3 separate regions of the Mus musculus genome follow, and regions 2 and 3 are each linked to region 1. A link is a contact called in public Hi-C and Micro-C data. All regions are on one chromosome and are shown on one strand. The core of a region is the stretch at or near the end of the contact, and the rest is flanking DNA. Distances in the headings are between cores, read along the strand shown.

Region 1 (2,700 bases), core at 77-2,576:
TGTAACTGCTACTGTAGCCCACATTCAACAGGAAGATCAGATGGCTGGGTGACAGCTGGCCCAGAACTCTTCCTCCCACCACCACATTCCTCACTTTTGTCTCAGGTACTAAGAGACACACCCCTAGCAGACACAGGGGATGGTGGAGATTTTCTGCTCATCTGGTCCATAGAAAGAGCATGAAGCAATCCGTAAGTGACCCCATGAAAACATGAACTCATGTGGGACCATGAGGACCCTTTGGAGTTCTCTCAACAGCACTGCCAGGATGCCGCAGGAAGATCCAGCATCAGGCCTGGGGCAGAGGGCTAAGGAAGGGACAACAATTACCACATGTGGAAAGAAGAGTGATGTTCTAGGAAAAACACACAGAAAATAAAAATTCCAAGGAAGCCATTGAAGGCACAGCTTTCCTCCTGAAGGCCCCTAACCCACAGCCCTCCACAATCCCCCTGGGAGACTGCACACCCTCAGGACTGCTGAGATCGGATTCCCTTCATCCTCAAAGCCTTCCTGGAAAACTGTGGCCAGGCCTGCTCTTCCTGTTGGCCCCTCTCCACAGTCACATCACATGATCCAGGGGGTTATCTAGTATTTGTTTCCCTTCTCCTCAAAAAGATTCCATTTTATGATACACAAGTTAAGAAAAAAAAAATTTAAATGTGTAACAATTGACATGAAGCATAGAGAATACTTAAAGAACAAAAAACCTTAACAGTTAAAAATGTAGGAGAGACGGTGAATTCCTTAACCCTCTATGGTGTGGGCGCTCGCTCTGCGTGTACTTTTAGCCCGGGTATTACCTGAGCCTTAGGTTATTATAGCCTTCTCAAAGATCCCACCAAAGAGAGGTGTCCCCACCCCATGGGGCAGCTTCTTTCTCTTATTCCTCCTATCCCAATTTTTATAAGCGTCTTTGAAAATATTTAACCACAGGCTCTAGATAATAAGCATTATCTTCTCCCAGGATTTCCACTCAGAATGAAAAATTTAGTCATGAATATGTGACTGCCCTGTTACTTCACACAGAACTTTGATTTTTATGGAAGAAACCCCAACACGTGCTCTTTACTTAAGCAGTTTCTGTCCAGGAAGTGCAGACGGCAGATTAACCACAATCCAACACAAAGCCTCCCCCTGCTCCTGTGGTCTGCAAGAGGCACATTTTCTTCTCGTGCTCTCAGGTGGCGAGTCTAATTGAATGTAGCTATTTAAAACACACTTCAGACCTAATGAACAAGAAGTGGCCCTGCCAGACCACAATGTCTTTAAGAGATCAATTTGCCCAATAAAGGCTAAAGATTGCAACACGGTCTTCAAACAGCAGGCAAGCAATCCGAAGGGTTATCTGTGGGGATCAGAGTGTGGCCGAGGACATGCCATCTGCCCAGGGGCAGCAAGCAAGCCCCACTCAGCAGCGTCTCACCTCCAAGAACCAGGCCTCTTCGCTCCCTCAAAATATAATTTTTAAAGTCAACTGGCCCTATAAGATAACTCACTAATTAGATCACTGTGATACGTTCATTTGTAGCTTTAGTTGGGAGTTTAGCTGTCTGTCATCCAATTTATCCGAGTAAAAATTTCACTAAAGCCTTTTGTTCTCGCACAATACATTTGTTTAATAGCTTTTCTCAAAGGCTGTGCCAAATTCTAAATGTTCCGTCATGCATTTATTTACTAGTTATCAGGCAACTTATGAATAATTTAATATTTTCCAGTATTCCTTTATCAGATGGGTCTATAAATGCCTGCAAGACTCTTTCTCATTGGGCTGTGTTTTTCCCACTCAAAAAAAAAGTTTCTTTCTTGTTTAAAGTTTACTTTCTCACTTTTTGTTTTGTTGAGACCAGGTCTCACCATGTAGCTCAGGCAGTCTCTAACTTTTGATTCTCTCATGGGGCCCGCAGATGTGGACCACCACGCCTGGCTTTAAAGATGCCCCAAACCTCTCTAGGCTATTCCTCCAGCACAAATGGCACTTTCCGATTTCCAACCTCTCATGGGAATTTACAGGCAGCTGTAAATGCCTTACTGGAATACTGTTCTTTTTCTGCCCCAGTTTCCTCAATTACAAAATGGAGACAGGATCAGCCCTACACACCTCCCCATGGAACATCGGAACTTACCACAGCAGCAGTCTATAAACAAGACAGATCTCACCTCAGTGTTAGTGAGGTGATTAAGGAGTTTCTGGTCTCAGTCATCCTCTCTCTCATTTAAGTACCATTTCATTTGTATATCTACACAGTACTGATCTCAAAAAACGTCTTGCATGCTCTGTAGTTCATTACGTATGTACTGTTCATGTGTGTGAGCATGTGTGTGTGTGTGTGCATGCATACAGATGTGGGGGCCTGAGGGTCAAGTCAGTTTTCCTCCATAGACTCTGACTTGTATAACTGAGCTCACAGAGACACAGGGCTTAAATGTGTGCTTAACAAGCAGTAATTAGCATCCATGAGTTTATAAGCTACACGTGACAATTCTTATCTATCCCATGCAGTAACTGTGATATCCCAGGGGATAACTACTTCTGGGAAGCAATGTCTTTGTGATGACGTGGCTGCCGTAACTCTAAGAAATTAGCGATATTGGAAGGTTTAACTATCTGTGATTTAAAAAAAAAAATCACTAAGCATATCGTTTCCTAAGTTGATGATAATAATTACTGTTATAACAGTCAATGTGTACTAACTAACA
Region 2 (2,700 bases), core at 35-2,534, 150 kb after region 1:
TGCCACTTGTCTCTGTTTTCCTGGGCTTGCATGGGTAATTCTGCTGGGACCATCTGTAAGCGAATCCTCAGATACACATGTCTTCATTTTTTTTTTTTTTTTTTTTTTTGGAGAGATTCCAGAAGTGTCTGGGGCATGCACTCAGTGAAAATCTGCTTTTTGGGAACCACCAAACTATTTCCTGCAGTGGTCATGCCAGTCTGAGTCAATGTTGCTTTTATAAAACGCTGAACATCCTTAGGAAGCCAGATAGCTTATTTGAAATTTTCTTCATTATTTACTTAAACCGTCTTTTTCTTCATGTGAGTAATTTATGATAAAAATAAGTTCTCATTCAGAATTAACACAATGAGAAGAGAGAGCCAAATTATTTCCTCTCCTTAGTAGAAAGTGGAGAGCAATAGGTAACATGGCTAAGGAAAGCCTTGGCCTTAGCCCTACATTTCTTTTTTAATACGAGGTTTCCCTCTATTGTCCAGGCAGGTCTGGGATTTTTATGTAAGACCAGGGTGACCTCAAACTTGTGTCAGTTCTCCTGCCTCTGCCTTCCATGAACCCTCATGCCTGGCTTCAGACACCTAGACTTGCCATTTACTGTTTTCTCCAATGGAAAGGCAGGAGGTGAGAGAGTATGGAGTAAGTTCTTGGAAAAGAGCTAGGTGATAAATTGCCTAAAGCTGATGAACTAACATTTTGAGAAAGCAAAGAAGTCAATGTTTCTTTTAAAGTTTTTTAAAACAAGTTTTTCATTACAAAATTGAATTGAATTTATTTATGTACTTTGCATTTTCACACATGTGCCAGATAGTGGAAGTGTGGAGGACGACTTGCAGGAATTGATTCTCTCCTTCCATTATGTGGGTCCTGGGGATTGAACTCAGGTCATCAGACTTGGCAGCAAGCTCCTTAACCCACTAAGACACCTTACTGGCCCAAGAATATAACTTTTATTTTTTTTAAGAGAAAATGTAATATGGTTCCCAAATTGTTTTTCAATTTTTATTTTTATTTATTTGTTTATTGTGTATGGTGTGTATTGCGTGTATATGTGCATGTGGGATGTGTGTGCTCATATGCATAAGTGTGCAGGATAGAGTAGAATATTGGGTGTCTTTGTCTAGTGTACACTGCCTTATTGGATGGAGACAGTGTTTATCACTGAGCTGGAAGCTGGCTGTTTCAGCTAGCCTGGCTGGCCAGTGAGCTTCCAGGATTTGCCTGTATCTGTCCTCCAATGCTGTGGTTAAAGACACACACCTCTATGCCCAGCTTCTTATCAACATGTTAGAGATTTGAGCTCAGGGCCTCGTGCTTGCAAAGTAAGTCTTCTTACTCACCGAGTCATCTTCCCCGATCCTGTTCTTTAAATTTTGTATGGGCATCAGGACATTTTGGAGTCTGAACTACAGCTGATAGCCCAGTCTTCCTCCTGAAGAGAGATAAACACCAGCTCTCCTTGCAATGTCTTAAAACGTCATGACTGGACAAAACCATGCTTCCAAAAGCACAGTTCAACACAGCTGTCACCTCTGAGACCCCACACAAGCTGTAGGGTGGGCATCAAACCTGGGATACTCGGTGATGCTGCAGGCTTGAGGGCAGCACCACAGGAAAGCTTGTGCCACGTAGCAGACTATCTGTTAATTTGCAAATTAACTTCAGCTAAATTTTAAAATAACTAAAAGTTGACGCTAAAAAAAAAATCACCCCACATAGCTCTTTCAATCTTTTTTTCTCTTCCTTTGACATTCTTGTTTTTCCCCCTTCTGGGTACCTAGCTTACCTGTCATTAGTTGAGGTCTGAATTCAGTTAAGGCAAACGTTTATTTATTTGTTTGTTTGTTTATTTTTGGTAAAGATAAAATTGCTAAGCACCAAGAGCTGAGAAGATAGCTCATCTTGTGGAAGTATGGGGACCCGAAGTGGTCCTCAGTAAAAGCCAGCAAGGGGCACAAATCTTTAATCCTAGCACTGGGAAGCAGACAGGGTTGGATGGGGGTTGGGGGTGGCCAGTCTATCTGATGATCCCTCAGCTCCAGGTTCCACAAGAGACTCTGTCTCATAAATAAGATGGAACACCTTATGAAGTACTGGGTCCAGGGTTTTTAAGTCCCCCCTCCCCCTCTCTCTCCCCCTCCCCCTCTCTCTCCCCCCCCTCTCTCTCTCCCCCTCCCCCTCCCTCCCCTTCTTCCTCTTCTCTATGAAGTCTTTCTGAGAGCTCAGAGTCTATTGAGATAAAGTGAGTAAAAATATTTATCTATGTGAGGCAAATACCCACGTGTCAATCTAGCACCAACCTATCAACCATTTCTCTAGTGTGTCTGGCCAATTATATCTTTATAGAGAGGTAATTAAATAAAGAGTGTTTCTAAAAAGGAAAAAAAAATTGAAGAGTATGAGATGTTTAGAAAGCGTGGTGGATAGGTGTAGGGGACAAAATGAGCCTGTTATCATATCATGCCCATTTGAAATTAATATTTTACATAGGTTACTTCATATATATTATTAGACTTATTTTATCATTGGCTTTTTTTCACAAATCCACAGTCATGCGATTCTACAAGAGCAGGGCATCTGAGAAGCATGACCCAGGGAGCACTGTGGTGTTATTTCTTGTGGCAGTAAGTGGGGCAGTGTTGGATGGGTTTAGGATTGACACCAGGTTGGTCATAAGATCCTGTGTGCACTCTGGACTGGCCA
Region 3 (2,700 bases), core at 104-2,603, 210 kb after region 1:
TAGCCTGGCTCAGATCGAATGTGCTCAGAGAACTTACAACAGTCAGCCACACTTGGAAAACATCATCTACTACAAAGGCTACTTCATGATAAAGTGTTGACAACCTTCTGTAAACCCTTGATGGATGGCCTCAATAAGAGCAAGAACAGAGTGGCAGCTGGGGTACATTTTATCACCATCCTCAAGTTGAAAACTCACCAGAGGGCCCATCCTCTGCTAGGGATCAGGTGTACGTGGTCTGAAAGTCAGGATGGGGACCTGAACTGGGGCTAAGAATTTCAGAGTAAAGATTTCCCAAAATGGGGAAGTGAAGGGCTATGACAGTATGTTAGGTGCTGGCTGGGGACTGGTGGAGTGGGAGAAGGAAGAGGATGTGACAGATTCAGTTATGACTTTGCAGAGAAGGAGATCTTAGAGGGGCTCCCCACAGAAACCACTGGAAGGGAGCTGCTGCTGCCACTGCCGCCACTACTGTTGTCTGCAGGGTTAAAGTTCAGGGAGGCTGGGGCTACAAGGAAGAAGAAAAGGAAGTTAGTGTGAGCACAATATGAGAAAGAAGAGTAAGGCCAAGCTAGCCTGCAAGCTTGCTTAGGTGTGCATCGGAGTACCCCCAAAGAGCATCTCTTTCTGTCTTGGAGAACAGAAACAGGAGGGTGTGGCCCCCCCCCCCCCCCATGCAGGGAGCAAAGCATAGGTCAGCTTGCACAGTAGTGACAAACCTTCTTAGTCAGTTTGGACAGGTGTGAGCTTAAACTGGGATAGAACTTAGATTGTAAAGCCAAATTTAGAATCAGAGAAACAATGGCTCAGACAAACAGCAACAGGGACACTCTGTACTGGAGCTGGGACAGGGGACTGTAGGGCTCTGACAGCAGCAAGAGCTGCCCTAGACAATGCAGCCACTGTAATGGTATGACAGCGACCTGGCTAAGCTCCAGCCACCAGTGGCCTTTGCATCAAAGTCTGGAAATTAGGGAGAAAAAAAATTTAAATGTAAATCAACAAGAGTGGACAGAAAAACAAGAGAAACTGAAACCAAACTGAAAACCCGAATATCCTTTTAATTTGAATTGCACAGTGGTGGAATAAAATGTAATGTTGGAGAATCCAGAAACAAAATTGCTACACATCTCTCAGTGATGGGGATGTATCTGAGAAGCCACCTCGAGGCAGTTTCATCACTGTGTAAGTCACTGTTCTGTTACAATAACAAACATCTGAGCTGGCCAACAGATAAGAATAGACTAGCTTCCTCAGTTTTGTAGGTTCCAGCCAGTCCATAACTCACGGACCTAATTGTTTCAGGGGCTGTGGTGAGCCAGCACGTTGATGCAGGAGAGCATGGTGAAGCAAAACCATTTGCTTCCTGGCTAGGGAGGGGGGAAGATGGAAGTGGCTGCGGCTACACAATGCCCGTCTGGAGCACTGCTCTGTGGACAGAAATTCTATCCCGTCTCTTGAAGCCTCCACCTCCACTGCCACCTCCTAGCAGTGCCTTCTGGAGGCCAGGATTTCACGCACACGTTCAGGGGACACTTAAGGTTTATATGATAGCAAGCATATCACAGACTATATATAATTCCTTGAGCTAAGAGAACCGTTACATTAGCGGATATGTGATATGAACACATATGCTAGGATTTATACTCCCATGGTGAGACAAGTCTGCATTGCTGTGTGCCTTTCTTTGGGGACTATAGACTGTTAGGAGGCATACAGTTGACTCCATCACGGGTGAGGTTTTTTTTTTTCCAGAAAAGAGAAACCAAAAGGCATGCAGAGCAAGGGGACCTTAAGTGTTATCAAGGGTCTCTAGGTAATGTTGCTAAGCTCTGAGTTCTGCTGAGAGACAGGGAAAGAGGAGGCAAGATAAGGCTAACACTATGATCCTGAGGATGGACTGATGGGCCTGATTTTTTTCTATTAATTATTTTATTTATTTAGATCCAAAATGTTGCCCCCTCCTAGTTCCCCCTCACAGAGTTCTTTCCCCTATCCCTGACTGAGGCCAGACAAGGCAATCTGTTACATATGTGCCTGGGGCCTCAGACCTGTCCCTCTATGCTTTTTGGTTGGTGGCTCAGTCTCTGGGAGCTCCTAGGAGTCCAGGTTAGTTGACACTGTTGGTCTTTCTGTAGGATTGCTATTCCTTCAGTTCCTTTAGTCCTTCCCTTAACTCTTCCATAGGGGTCAAAGACCTCAGTCCAATGCTTGACTGTGAGTATCTGCATCTGTCTAAGTCAGCTGCTGGTAGAGCCCCTCAGAGGACAGCAGTGCTAGGCTCCTGTCTGTAAGTACAACATAGCATCAGTAGTAGTGTTAGGATTTTGTGCCACCCATGGAACAGATCCCTGCAAACCCTAAAAGATCATATGACTATTTATTCACTTAATTCGTTAATTTTTAAATTTTTAATTGTTTTATTATTTACATCCCAAATGTTGTCCCCTTTCCTGGTCCCCCTTCCCAGAGTTCTTCACAGAATCCCTTTTTCCCTTCTCCTCCACCCACCCCACCCCTATATCCCTCTTCCCTGGGGCATCAAATCTCTACAGGATTAGGTGAATTCTTTCCCACTGAGGCCAGACATATTAGCCAAAAGTACCTATGATACAACCCACAGACCATAAGAAGTTTAACAAGAAGGAAGGCTCAAGTGAGGATACTTTAATCCCACTTAGAAGATGGAACAAAATAATC

The links. Hi-C and Micro-C count contacts between places; a contact is called where the count stands out from the background.
Region 2: a Hi-C map of the G1E-ER4 cell line shows a contact between it and region 1, with 2.5 times the contacts expected there. The contact joins two enhancer-like sites. A contact is called at or near these places in 1 of 15 datasets of contacts at CTCF or cohesin (large pre-B cells), 3 of 484 Hi-C or Micro-C datasets (the G1E-ER4 cell line and nephron progenitors) and 1 of 115 datasets of contacts at active chromatin or transcription factors (bone marrow-derived macrophages).
Region 3: a Micro-C map of the G1E-ER4 cell line shows a contact between it and region 1, with 4 times the contacts expected there. The contact joins two enhancer-like sites. A contact is called at or near these places in 2 of 484 Hi-C or Micro-C datasets (the G1E-ER4 cell line and nephron progenitors) and 2 of 115 datasets of contacts at active chromatin or transcription factors (bone marrow-derived macrophages and pancreatic cancer cells).

Annotation. Positions count from the first base shown.
Region 1 is chr2:18,937,910-18,940,609 of GRCm38.p6, forward strand. The region is part of intron 1 of Pip4k2a (phosphatidylinositol-5-phosphate 4-kinase, type II, alpha); the gene reads right to left. Among named protein-coding and RNA genes, the nearest start is that of Pip4k2a, 59 kb to the right of the region's middle. Within about 2 kb of position 1,327, at least 57 of the 459 cell types and tissues checked have an H3K27ac peak or open chromatin away from gene starts, as enhancers often do. A contact at or near this core is called in the G1E-ER4 cell line and bone marrow-derived macrophages, where this site is marked.
Region 2 is chr2:19,084,072-19,086,771 of GRCm38.p6, forward strand. No RefSeq gene overlaps it. Among named protein-coding and RNA genes, the nearest start is that of Gm33592, 79 kb to the left of the region's middle. Within about 2 kb of position 1,285, at least 6 of the 459 cell types and tissues checked have an H3K27ac peak or open chromatin away from gene starts, as enhancers often do. A contact at or near this core is called in the G1E-ER4 cell line and bone marrow-derived macrophages, where this site is marked.
Region 3 is chr2:19,145,203-19,147,902 of GRCm38.p6, forward strand. No RefSeq gene overlaps it. Among named protein-coding and RNA genes, the nearest start is that of Armc3, 53 kb to the right of the region's middle. Within about 2 kb of position 1,354, at least 100 of the 459 cell types and tissues checked have an H3K27ac peak or open chromatin away from gene starts, as enhancers often do. A contact at or near this core is called in the G1E-ER4 cell line and bone marrow-derived macrophages, where this site is marked.